Regions from separate parts of the Sus scrofa genome. Here regions 2 and 3 are each linked to region 1. The links are chromatin contacts, called in public HiChIP or PLAC-seq maps. All regions are on one chromosome and are shown on one strand. Each heading gives the region's core, a stretch centred on a gene start, on an enhancer-like site or on the middle of the called end of the contact. The rest is flanking DNA. Distances are from core to core; before and after follow the strand shown. Region 1 holds the start of ZNF148 (zinc finger protein 148). Region 2 holds the start of IQCG (IQ domain-containing protein G). Region 3 holds the start of HEG1 (protein HEG homolog 1).

The links. HiChIP or PLAC-seq counts read pairs in DNA pulled down with a chosen protein or histone mark.
Region 2: an H3K27ac HiChIP or PLAC-seq map of alveolar macrophages shows a contact between it and region 1. The contact joins the promoter of IQCG here to the promoter of ZNF148 in region 1. A contact is called at or near these places in 2 of 2 datasets of contacts at active chromatin or transcription factors (alveolar macrophages and skeletal muscle).
Region 3: an H3K27ac HiChIP or PLAC-seq map of skeletal muscle shows a contact between it and region 1, with 4 times the contacts expected there. The contact joins the promoter of HEG1 here to the promoter of ZNF148 in region 1. A contact is called at or near these places in 2 of 5 promoter capture datasets (fetal skeletal muscle and liver), 1 of 47 Hi-C or Micro-C datasets (fetal heart ventricle) and 1 of 2 datasets of contacts at active chromatin or transcription factors (skeletal muscle).

The regions. Positions count from the first base shown.
Region 1 is chr13:134,967,764-134,971,879 of Sscrofa11.1, reverse strand. ZNF148 (zinc finger protein 148) reads right to left here and starts at 2,212. Exons shown (of 9, transcript XM_021070208.1): 1 at 1,949-2,212.
Region 2 is chr13:134,586,035-134,590,150 of Sscrofa11.1, reverse strand. It overlaps IQCG (IQ domain-containing protein G), which reads left to right and starts at 2,029. Exons shown (of 10, transcript XM_021070200.1): 1 at 2,029-2,252. It overlaps RPL35A (60S ribosomal protein L35a), which reads right to left and starts at 1,863. Exons shown (of 5, transcript XM_003358773.4): 1 at 1,792-1,863; 2 at 1,127-1,171; 3 at 780-932. The coding sequence starts at 1,137.
Region 3 is chr13:135,266,430-135,270,545 of Sscrofa11.1, reverse strand. HEG1 (protein HEG homolog 1) reads right to left here and starts at 1,980. Exons shown (of 17, transcript XM_021070219.1): 1 at 1,535-1,980. The coding sequence starts at 1,766.

The DNA.
Region 1 (4,116 bases), core at 963-3,462:
GCAGACCTAAATAGCTAAATAAGCAAATAAAATAAAAATAATTCTGAATTATTTCTAGAAGTCAAAATTTTAATAAAAGCCCCTCTTCCAGTCAAATGCTAAATTATCATCCTCCTTCAGAGTTATTTGCAAAATGAATGGAAGACTAAATTTTCCCACACCTCTCCCAAATTTCTTTCCAATCTACCCCTTTAATCCCTCCCCTTCATTTCCATCACAAGTCTCTTCATACTACCAACTCCTCAGCTGAATTAACATTACAATGCAATGTGTATACAGTCTTTCTTAATAACAAAAGGCAAATAATCTTCAGGTAAATTTTAAGGGTATGGTTCTAGCCCAAAGTTCCCTCTTGGAAATCTGGTCTGATGTGAGCTCAGCAAATCCAATTGCCTGGGTACATGTCCTGATATGGAAATAAATGCGAGTACTCCCTCTAACGTGGCTCTAGAATCATCCAGTCTCTTCAGGTTCCCCTAGATCTCAAGACAACCAGTCCTGACCTTGCAACTTATGACCCAAACAGATATCCTAATCCTCCATTCTGCAGGCCCACACTTTGTAGGCTGCTGCATTTTTCTTCAATACCACCATGCCTCAATGAGAGTATACATTCAGGAGCTGTGAATGGCAAAAATCTCTCACCAGCCGAGTTATGGAACCAATCCAGTCAATTAGACTAATTTGAGCTACAAATGGAGTCTCCAAAGAAGGGCCACCATGCATGGACTCTGCCCACCATTAATTATAACCCTGTGTACTGCAACCCAAGCTGAATAATATGGCAACAGTTCTCTTGGACCAGATAAGCTGGGCAGTGAAGAAGAAAACCGCCAAGTCAAGTAATTTCCATTCCAGCATCTGCCAGTACAGTGTTCACCCAGCTTCTGGTAAGTGATATTTCAAATTTGCTAAAATCTCAACTTCATGGCCTAGAGAATCCCTGCAGGGTGGGCATGTTCTTTAGGTCTGCATTAGAGATTGTTACATTCACTGGTGGAGGTCTCAAACCAAACCACAGACTAAAGTCTAATTCTCAGTGACCCCAACCACTTGCCGGGTACCCACACTTACCAGATGTCATCTACAGAAGAGCCCAAACAGGTTCGGAACTAGGCCATTCTGGCCCATCTGGAATAACTCTTTAGTCCTTGGGCCAACATTTATTAATTCTGCTACATCTGTCTCTTCTATCAGGCATTCTCTTCATATTCTCTAGTATTTAGCACTCCCTCTTGCTTCAAACCGACCCTTTCTATTCAGGGAAACTCGTTAAACCCCTTCTTTCCTTTCCTTGGAAACGCTTCAGTTCTTTCCATAACGAAATACCTAATGTATCTGCACAATGAACACCCCCCAAATCCTCAAGACTCCTCCACAGCCACCCCCTGCATTCCTCCACCTACCCGGCATCTTTCCCTCCGGCCTCTCTCTCAGTGCACGCTTCCACTACGTTTCCTGCAAGGAGTCCCTCTTCTCCAACCCCTGCCCTTCCCTTCTCCCAAAGAACACATTCAGGCAGCAACAGTGACTGAGGCCTGCGGTGCATAAAGCACTGCACCAGGCTCGGTGGACAAGAGACCTGGTGTCTCCCTAGGCTTTTCACACCCACACCCAGCACCCTCCGGCCACCCAGTGCAATCATCCCACCTCCTTCCCTACCTCTGACACCCCCCTCCGGCCCCGGAGGCCGCCTTCTCGCTTCAGCCACCCCCGTCATTATCCTTTCTCAACCCCCCAACCCACCATCCGCGCCCTGCCTCCTCCCGTCCCCCGGCCAGCGCCTGCGTTTCCCTCCGCCTCGGCCGGTCCCCCGGCCACCCCCAGCCTCGCCACGGCTCGCTCCCCCCGGGGTCAGGCCGTTACCGCCGCGCGCTCCCCCCGCGCGCCGCCCCCTCCCCCTCCCCCGCCCTCCCCGGGCCCAGGCCTGCCAGGCCGAGCGCTTTACCGCGGGCAGGCGCCGAGTCGCGCGGTCACCGACTGCAGGCGGCGGCAGCTTCAACCTCTCTAGGGGCCTTGAGAGGAGGGGAAGGGGGGAGGGGGGTGAACTTTTGCTGTGGCAGCTTCGGCAACAGCTCCCACCCCTGCGCCTTTCTCCTCTTCCTCCCCCTCCTCCTCCTCCTCTTCCTCCTTCTCTTCCTCCTCCCAGAGCAGTAGAGACGCAGACATGCCCGGCCTAGAGCGCCGCCGCGGTCGCCGCCACTGCCGGCGCGGTGCATTGTGGGAAACCCCGCACACGGGAAGCGCGCTGGGGCGCCCGCCCTTCGTGGGACCAGGACCAAGCTGGAGAGACCCAGCGTGGCTTCAATTCTGGCGCCTGCGTGTCACCAGCCCGGCGTGGTCCGGGAAGCTGGCCCTGAGCCGCGGGTTCCCCCGGGCTTGGCTTGGGTGAAGAGCAGTTCGAAAAAGATCAGAACTGAGGAAATAATGTCTTTGAGATGGGGTCCGCCTTCAGCCTTAATCTGTGCCCTGAGAAGTGGAGGACTCGGGGGTCGGGTGCATTTCAGGCCGTGGGCAAGGGAAGGAGCGGGGACCTAGGTGAAAGGTTATCTGCGAGAATTTTTTTGCCTTTCCGATTCTCCTTTCTTCTATAGCCTTCTCCCCCCGCAACTTCCAGTCGTTGGCCTCTACCACCCCAAATGCCACCTTTTCCAGGAGCGGCAGCCCTGCACCCTTGAAACTAGCAAGCCCTGTTAGTGACTGCAAACATATGCAGGGTGTGAGCATAGAGAGAGATCCAGACATCCGGCCCTGGACCCTGTTGTGCAGTCTTACATGGTTTGAACACCCGCCTCACCTGGGACCCAAACCTTCTCGGTCTATATGGCAAAGACTTTGTAATGGTCTGTGTAGAGCTGGGATTGCACGGTTATGTCTCAATCTTTGGAGGCCCTTTAAGTGACCTTATCCAAAATGTGACCTCCTTAACGGTGCCTTCATTCGACTAACATTTGTTGGGAGCCCTGAGGTGCTTGTGCAATGGTTTACAATTACTCATCTTTGTGTCCGCACCCTAGCACAAGGTCAGCCATGTAACATAAAAAGATACTTGATGAAAGTTGAGTGATTATGAGCATAGGAACTTACCTTAGAATGAAACACCTTCATTAAGATTTCTTCATAATAGTCTGAAGATTTATTTAGCGGCTCTCTGCAATACCTAGACATAACCTCTAAAGGGAGAGAGAAAGGAAAAGCATTAAAATATCTATAAAGCCGATTCTGGTGTTCTCCTTCCCTTGTCCACACCCACCTTCCCACCCCTTGCCAACTGAATCTTCATTTGAATAGAGGGCTTTTTGGCGAAACTCCAAACTCCTGCATTATGCACTTGTGAAGGCACTGAATTAGATTAGTGTCTGCAAGGTTAATGTTCCCCAGGCATTAACCTTAGTAAATCGTTATGCCTGTTTAGAAATAGCAGTGGCCCACAGGTTCAGCTTAATTTAGACACAGGTAACTAAGAAGAACAAAGATAAACCACAGCTCCACAGTCAACTCTGCATGTGCTTTCTCCATTAAAAAATATAAATTTTAATAAGGTGACAGTGCATATTCTGAATGCTAATTGCAACAAGACATTGATACAAGCTAGAGCAAGAGTTATCTGGAGGACAGCCTTCTGGCAACTTCTAGCATCTGCAGTGGCATCAAATTCAGATGTTAAAAAACACCTCTGGCAGCAAAGAAGCAGACTCTGAATATTAGGTAAGAGAAAAACTAATAACTGAAAAGGATTGAAGGCCTGGAGATTACACCCAATGGGCTGAGATTGATTGGTTTATCATCAGGAATAGATCTAGTTCTCTGCTCAGCACTATAACTAAGAAGCAACAGAGGAGTTCCCGTCGTGGCTCAGTGGTTAACGAATCCGACTAGGAACCATGAGGTTGCAGGTTCCATCCCTGGCCTTGCTCAGTGGGTTAAGGATCCGGTGTTGCTGTGAGCTGTGGTGTAGGTTGCAGACGCGGCTCAGATCCTACATTGCTGTGGCTCTGGTATAGGCTGGCAGCTACAGCTCCGATTAGACCCCTAGCATGGGACCCTCCATATGCTGCAGAAGCGGCCTTAGAAATGGCAAAAAGACAAAAAAAAAAAGAAAAAAAGAAGAAGAAG
Region 2 (4,116 bases), core at 780-3,279, 380 kb after region 1:
CACCTGGGAAACTTTAAATGGTTAATAGCTACAATATTGGAGGAGAAAAGGGCAATGGGGGACAAGGAAATGTGAGGATGTTTGAATGTAGAGAGAGAACTTTTTTGCAATTTTCAATAACCAAGGAAGGCCTTACTAAGAAGGTAACACTAGGGAAAAGACTGGAAAGGGAACAACAGCTTGTGTTAAAAACCTGAGGTTGTGTCCCTGGCTCTTGGGAGGGCAGTAGATAGGATAAATCCTAGCTGGGTTAAGAGTAGAAACAGGGAGCCCTGAATGTATATGGTCCTAGAAGCTCCTTAATGACCTCAACTTTTACTGAAGAGATGGGACCAGTGGGAGTTTGAGCAATGTACAGATGATGTGACTTAAATTTTTAAAGGCTCACTCTGGTTGCAGAAGGAAAGGGGGCTAGGGGAAATAAAAGCGTGACCCCCAAGAATCTTCCAAAGAAGCCAGGATTAAGAACCAATGCTCTAAAGACATAAATAATACGTTCATGCATGTATACAACTATATAAGAGTCCAACGAAATGAATTAAGGTACATGAAAAGGGCTCTATAAAACCTTAAGATCATAATATACAGAACTGACTCCTTCCTTGAAAACACTTAACAGCTGTACTTTTTCTAAGTGCAGAAGACACCTACATCCAACACCACCATGATGTTCCATAAAATCCAAAGTAGACTCTACAACAGTACCAATTACTTTACCAACTTCAAATGAGACAAATCAAGTACAACTCAGAAAATATAAAAATACTACATAAACTTACTTCTTTGCTTTGTACACATAAGCACATCTCTTGCCTAGATAAAATTCAGTTTCATCTCGGGCATAAACACCTTCAATTTTAAGAAGAGCTGTGTGCTCCCTCTGGTTCCGGAGACCCCGCTTATAACCAGCAAAAATGGCCTTGGACCACAACCTACGACAAAATATATCGTTAACCATAAGCTGTTAAAAGATACCTCAACTTCGATAAACCACAGGTACAGATCTGACTTGTGATGATGACCCGTGTAGCAAACATTTTTTCCCCCACCAATTTTAAGCTCACGTTTAGGTTCAAGCGTAATAAAGAGACTGCAAGTACAAAGCAATGATATGTGAAACGCATACCTTCCCGACATATTTGCTGGTTTTGAAGTCCTGCTCCCAGGAGGCCTTAAAACAAAAATAATCAGTTTAAAATCTTGTATTCGCACGTTTCCTACCTAGTCTCCTCAGAAAAGGACCCCTAAGTCAGATAACAGCTAAGCAAACTCCAAAATGAGACAAAAACGAAAAGTGGTAAGACAGTAAACTACAAGTAACTTCTAGAAACTCCAAAAGGAAGTCTTAAGAAAATTCACGCCACGGTCAGTAGGAGAAAATGAATATCAAAGAAAACAGAAGCACGCAAGGAACAAGGCTCTTAAGCACAGCATAGGAAAGAAAGGCTAAAAAGAGATCGTAAATACGCAAAGCCAGGTTTAGAGAAAGAATAAATGGACAAGGAACCCTGCCTAAAGGAACGACTGCTTCAAAAGGGCAACTGCTGCCAGACAGAATCCATCTCTGTTCCTCCAGGAAGCAACTCCGATTACGGGAGCACCCGTTCACAGACGTCAGGGGACCAGCACCATCAGTCCAATATCTCCTCCATCCTGTCCTCCCCGTTGCTAGAATCCATAAATATCACTAGCTGGCAGAGACCCGGCGATGCAGCAGTGCCTCGCTGAGGCAAAAACCGAGTCCATCCCAGTCATTTGCCCTCAAAGTTCAGCTGCCAGAGCTAAACTCACCTCCACAGGCTCCAAGATGGCTGAAAGAGAAGGGGGAAGGCCCCGCCGCGGAGCCTTGTGGGTAAACACCTATCTGCCCCGCCCCCATTTAGGCATCTTCCGCGACCGCCAAAAAAAGAGCCCGAGAAATCGTCTTCTGACTAAAATAAGCCTCGTTCAAGAGCATTCGTACAATTCTTTCCCTGAGTCCTTTTATCTTTGTAAGATGCGACCCGCATTATTTTGGAGCAGATGGAGGCAAAATGGTAGCCAGCTAAACGAGAAGAAAGGCCCTCCGAAGCTTGCGTTGCCACAGAAACACCTCAGCGTCATTCCCGTGTGCAGTAGTTGAGGTGAAGCCGCTCCGGTCCTCCAGATTTGATTCGCCAACAAGGGAGTCTCTTTCCTTCTCTTCACAGTGGAATAGAGCGAACGGAGACTCTCGGGTTCTAGCCTGGAAGAGAAAGCCCGCCAGCACGAAGGCAGGAGGAGGGAGGGAGTTCTCTTTACCTCCCCTTCCCATCCCCTTCCTCCTTTCCTCGTACTCCTTTATTTCTTTCAAGAAATGACTTAAGTTCTTACTTCCATTCTTTCATTTTGTCTTTGGGGTGAAGAGCACTGCCCTCAAAAGGCCTCCTTCCCTTTTTAAAATAATTCCGTCAGCCGCCAAGCTCTCAGTGAGCGCAGTACCGTGCCCATGTGTAATAGGTCTTAAGTAAATACTTGCAGACCAGAGTTGGATAGATTAGTTGAGTCAGAGATTTAATTTCCTAATTATTGCACATTTATTTGGGTTGCTCAATGCATTTATTTCTTTTTTTCAACAAGTAGTTTTAATGACTGACTACCATGTACCAAGCTTTGTTCTTGGCTCAGAAAACGCTGCAGTAAGTAAAACGGCAGAAATCTCTGCCTCATGGAGCTTACATCTAGTAGAGGGAGCAAAACAAGTGAATAAAATATATACTACATTAGAAGGTAATGTAAGGTGTTCCCGTCGTGGCCCAGCGGTTAAAGAATCTGACGAGCAGCCAAGAGAACTCACGTTCGATCCCTCGCCTCGTTCAGTGGGTTAAGGATCCAGCGTTTTTGTGAGCTGTGGTGTAGGTTACAGACACGACTCAGATCCTGCATTGCTGTGATGTAGCCAGCGGCTGCAGCTCGGATTCAGCCCCTAACCTGGGAACCTCCATATGCCCTAAAAAGCAAAAAAAAAAAAAGTAATATGAGAAAAAAATTAGCTATAAAGATTGGTTCCAGAGGGGGCCAATGGCAGATACTTAGCAAAAGCCAGTGATTTAAAGCTGATATCTGATGGATCAGTGGGACTTTACAATTTGGAGAGGGGCAGGGAGAGGAGTGCAAGTTGAAGGAGTAACACGTGCAAAGACCTTGAGTTGGAAGGGAGCATGATTCCATAGAAGAAAGAAGCCCACTGAAACTGAGGCCATGAGAGCAATAAAAGGGCAGTGCTAGGTGGATCTGGAGAAGAACAGAGGAACCCAGGTCATGCAAGTCTTATGGTCCAAGTTGAGAATTTTAGTTTTTGTCCTAAGGTAATAGAATCCATTGAAGGGTTTTAAAGAGAGATGTGATGAGAGTTTCAATTTGAAAAGGTCAGTCGTTCATTTAAAAAAAAATCGCTTTTAATTTAGAGGCTGTTAGGAGTTCCTGTTGTGGTGCAGAGGAAACGAATCCAACTAGGAACCATGAGGTTGTGGGTTCAATCCCTCGCCTCACTCAGTGGGTTAAGGATCCAGCGTTGCTGTGAGCTGTGGTGTAGATTGCAGACATGGCTCGGATCTGGCTTTGCTGTGTCTGTGGCCTAGGCAACAGCTCTGATTAGACCCCTAGCCTGGGGACCTCCATATACCTCGGTGCGGCCCTAAAAAGACAAAATAATAATAATAATAATAATTTAGAGGCTTTTAGAGTAGTTCAAGCAAGGAACAACAGATTCAACATGGTGTTGGGGGGATATGGAAATAGAAAGTAAAATCCATAGGATGTGGTGATGCTTTGAACTGGGAGAATGCTGATGTCACGATGAAGGAGGAAGCAGAAATGACTCCTAAGTTTTCAGTGTTGAGCAATGAGAAGCCAGAACAGCACAAAAGTACTGGGTTCTGCATAAGTGTAGCCCTATCTTACCTGTGTGAAGCACACTCACCTAGGCCCCAGGCCCAAAAAATGGAAAAATAACACAGCAAAGAACAAAATCTTCTTACCATGCTACTTCCTCCTAAGACTGCGCTTATACCAGAAAATTTGGCTAGTTTGGAATCTTTTTCAGTTTACATAAAAATTCTTTAATTTCTGTGTATGTTTGTTTCATGAGACACATTT
Region 3 (4,116 bases), core at 731-3,230, 300 kb before region 1:
CCAGGTCCTGAAAAGGCCTGAATCCCCTGTACCCCACTTCCCATTTAGAAGACTCACACATTCCTGCAGTATTCTGTACTTAGGTTTCTAACATAAGAAAGCCAGGAAATGTTCTCTTTATGTTCTTGAGTCCTTCCCGTGGAACGTAAAACAATGTACGCTGTAAGTCACCTAGAGTTGGGGTCATGGTGGGTGTGTCTCCCGCAGACCTTTAGAAGCTTTTTTCTCCTCTCTCTTCCCTTACGGACCCCTCACTTTCTCGATCGTGTGCCCGTGATGGAGAAGGTCACAAAGACAAGGCTTTTGCAATGATGGGAGTACTACTGCATAGAGCTGAGTTTTTATGAGAGGATCTGATTATTTTCTAAGCTTTTTTTTTTTTTTTTTTTTTTTCTTGTTTGATGGGAGGAGGCATCTCTCGGGGCAATGAAGCAAGTGAATTCCTATCCCAGGAAGTTTGTGTGACATGAGACACTTAAATGAAGTGTCCAGCAGGACGATGAAATCTTCTCAGCCTTCACCTCAACTCCAGGTCAATACCTATCCTGGCATCTCTGAGAGAATGTATGCCTTGCATCACTCCCAGGAAGGCAGCGGCCAACACAGCCCTGCTGACTTTGTTCAAAGCACTTTCCACTTATTTTTACTTTCATTTTGTCACATCATCATCAGGAGGCCAGGAAGAGTGGGTCTCATTACTTCCATTTCACAGATGGAGAGGCTGAGATCCAAAGAAGTGACAGTCCCCAGGTCACAAAGATATTATGGATAGAATTCCACTTAGTTCTTTGCATTTCTCCCAGACCTAAAGAAGCAACTGAATTAAAAGGTCCAGAGGAGAGAGGACAGGTCCCTCTCTGAGCAGACAGGCAGTGGCTGGGTATGGAGCAGCGCTCTCAGGAACCAAAAGGAGAGGAAAGACGTTTGCATTGCGGGGCTTCACCTTGGAACCCCCCACCCCCGGCCCTACCAGCCTCTTGCTTTAGAGTGATTCAGTAGAGTTTGGTTTCCAGCTACACCCTTTTGCCCTTTACAAATATCCTCAAGGCTAGAACCCTACAGTCACTTATTTAAATCTGAAAGTCAGCCTCTGTACCAGGAGAGGCCCTTTCTGTATCTATAGGAAAGAATGGAATTGTGGAACGGACTGGCCAGTTGTTATCACCTCCGAAGTGGGAGAGGCTCTTTGTAAGGTTCGGAGGTATTTCTCTTTCTTTTTTTTTTGTTAAGGTAGGTGTACGGGGGGTCCAGGGTACACCATGGCAGATAAGTTTTCTTCCAAGGGGTAGAGAGAGAACAGGATGGTCACACACACCCCAGTCCAGCCGGCGGCGAAAGCGGCTAGGAAACCACTCTCCCAGCTCGCTGCCCTCCCTCCCACCCCAACCCCAAGGGTCCCAGCGCGCGAGGGGAAGCGGAGCCCCCACCGGGGCTGAGCGACGCGGAGGGGCCTAGGGCTCTGGGATGCAGCCCTGGGCGCGCCCACGCCCCCAGCCCGAGGCTCGCGCGGCGCTGGTCCCTGGCACTCACTCACCGGTGCTCCCGCCTCGGGGGACTCGGCCCGAAGGTTCGGGCCGCGTCGCGGTGCCACGCACAGCGGCTGTCCAGCGGTGGCCCGTAGGCGCGGGCCCGTGGCGCTCCGGGGACAGCGCGGGCGGCGGCGGCGGCGGCGGCGGCTCGCTCTCGTTGCGGGGCTTGGGGGCGGCCGGCGGCGGCAGTAGCAGCAGCGGTAGCAGCAGCAGCAGGAGCGGCGGCGGCGAGGCCATGGTGGCGGCGCCCGCCCGCGCTCACATGCCCGGCGCGCGGGTGGGCGCGGGGCGGCCACGGGTGCGAGGGAAACGGGCGGCGGGTGCCGCGCCGGGCTGGGGAAGTGAGCGAAGTGAAGCTGCAAGCGCGGTCCCCGCCTCAAAAGTTGTGGGGAGCCGCGGGAGGGAGGTCGGGGGCCGGGCGGGCGCGGCGGAGGCGGCCCCGGCGCCGCTACATGCTGATTAGCCCGGGCGGGTCGCGGGGCGGGCGGCTCCTCCTCGGGTTGACATCACCGGCCGAGCGCGGCCGGGCTCGGCCGGGGCGGGGAGAGGGCAGGAAGGGGGCGGGGGCCGGGCCCGCGAGCGCCGGCCTGGGACTGCGGGGGGAGGTCCTCGGAGCCGGTGACCTCGGACACACACACACGCACACCCACCCTCCCCACCCCGATTAGTATTGCCTTGCTATTTGCAGAAAATTTAGAAAACCCGAGTCCTCTGAATCGGGGACCAGAATTTCTCAGCTCCTTAAATGCACAATCGGTGAAAAGCAGGTACTGGGTAATGTGATTACCATTAAGTAGATCATACAAAGTGCTTTGATATGCGAGGGCAGTGGAACCTGTGCCCCTGCTTCCCATCCCTACTAATCTTAGCCACCCCCCACTCCCATACACACACCCCCTACCGCCTGCCGCCCCCCCTCCACCTCTCCTCCAGGCCCCAGGGCTGGGGTTGAGTTGGCTGTAGCCAAGCCTAACACCACACCCTGCAGCCATCGCGGGAGTCATCCTACACCCCCCCACCCACGTCCTCTCAAACCTGGAGTCCATCCCCAGCCCACCCCTGCCTTTGGCTCACACCACAGTTCTGCAGAAATGTCATGGCCGGGACACCCAAACAGGCTGCAGGGAAAAGAAAACTGTGAATTCAGGCAGGGCTAGGGCAAACTCATATCTGGAAATGGGCCGCGGATAGCAAATTCAACAGAAGGATGCACAGAGATCCCTGAATTTTAAATGGAAACCTTTCCGGGGAGAGATTCAAAGATTTAGTTTAGACAGATTTCCCTGGTAAATAAAGTTCCATTTGTGTCCCTATCCCCTCTGTTGCCAGGATATAGAAGATAAAATGTCTACATTTTAAGACTGTACTCTAAGCCTCTGCATTTCCAGGTGAAAAGGGCTCCAAATGGGAGAGTAACTTGCTCAAGATTCTGAAGCTATTCCCAAAGATGAAGGGATTAATCTCTGAAGGACCATGTGGCATTATTAATTCTGGTCCTACAATTTGGAATTTGCAATAATGCAGACAATGTGCCAACTGAGATGAATCCTGGAGCTCCTGGGGATCTCATCAGTTCCAATGGGGACCCTGTGTGACCACAGATGCTCAGGAAACTGTGAGTGTGGACTTCCCTTTCAGGCCTGTCTCCACCTCATTTCTCCCCTCCTCTCTATTACTGTCTCTGGGAGTCATGACCCTGCCCCCTTCAGGGCAATGAGCAGATCATGGTGTCTAGGGCAGCTGCAAATGGGCTAGGCCCACTCTCTGGTGATTCAGTCCACATGAGTCACTTGGCACAAAACATAAAGGATGCTGTGTATATACAAGCTCACCTTAAGCTGAGGAGTGAGGGGTAACAATTTGGTTTTATTTTGTTTCGTTTTTAAAGAACCACAAAACAAACCCAGCTTTCCAGGGCTCTCAAGCAGAATTTCCAGGTCTTTCCAAGAAAATATCAGACAATGACACCTCTGTAAGTAACGTGGTTTGCTCTCATGGACCCAGTTCAACTTCTCAGGATCCCACTTCCCTATGAACAGGCAGCACTGCCCAGCAGCCCGGAGGCAGTCAGACAAACCCCAACACGCCAAGGCAACATGCTCAGAGGTTCTGGTCATGGCTGCTCGCTCTCTTCCTCAAAGAACATTTCACATAGCCCGGCTTGCCCTTCTGGTAACATGTGAGAATTTAGTGGCCCTTCGAGGTTTCTGGTGTGGATATGGAAATGTCTTCACTACCAAGGCCCAAGGAGCAACCATGCACCAGATTCGCCTCCCCCATCTTCCCTCTGCCTAGAGAAGGACCCATTTCAGGTAAGATGGGAGATGCTTAACCTGGGAGTGAGGGGTGGAGTAAGGGAAACACAGGAGAACGTGGAAAGATTGATCATAGCAAAGATGGACCCCAGCACAGTTTTCAGATCCTCCTAGGACAGAAGAAGAAAAATACAAGGGAGAGTTGGAAGCAGATAGAACCCTGAAAGAGTAGTCAAGGTGGACTTAGGGCCCTTGCTTCTTGCCCTGACCTGACCATTCTCGCTGTGATCTGGGCCTCAGGTTCCTCATCTGTAAAACAATATCTGTCCGAG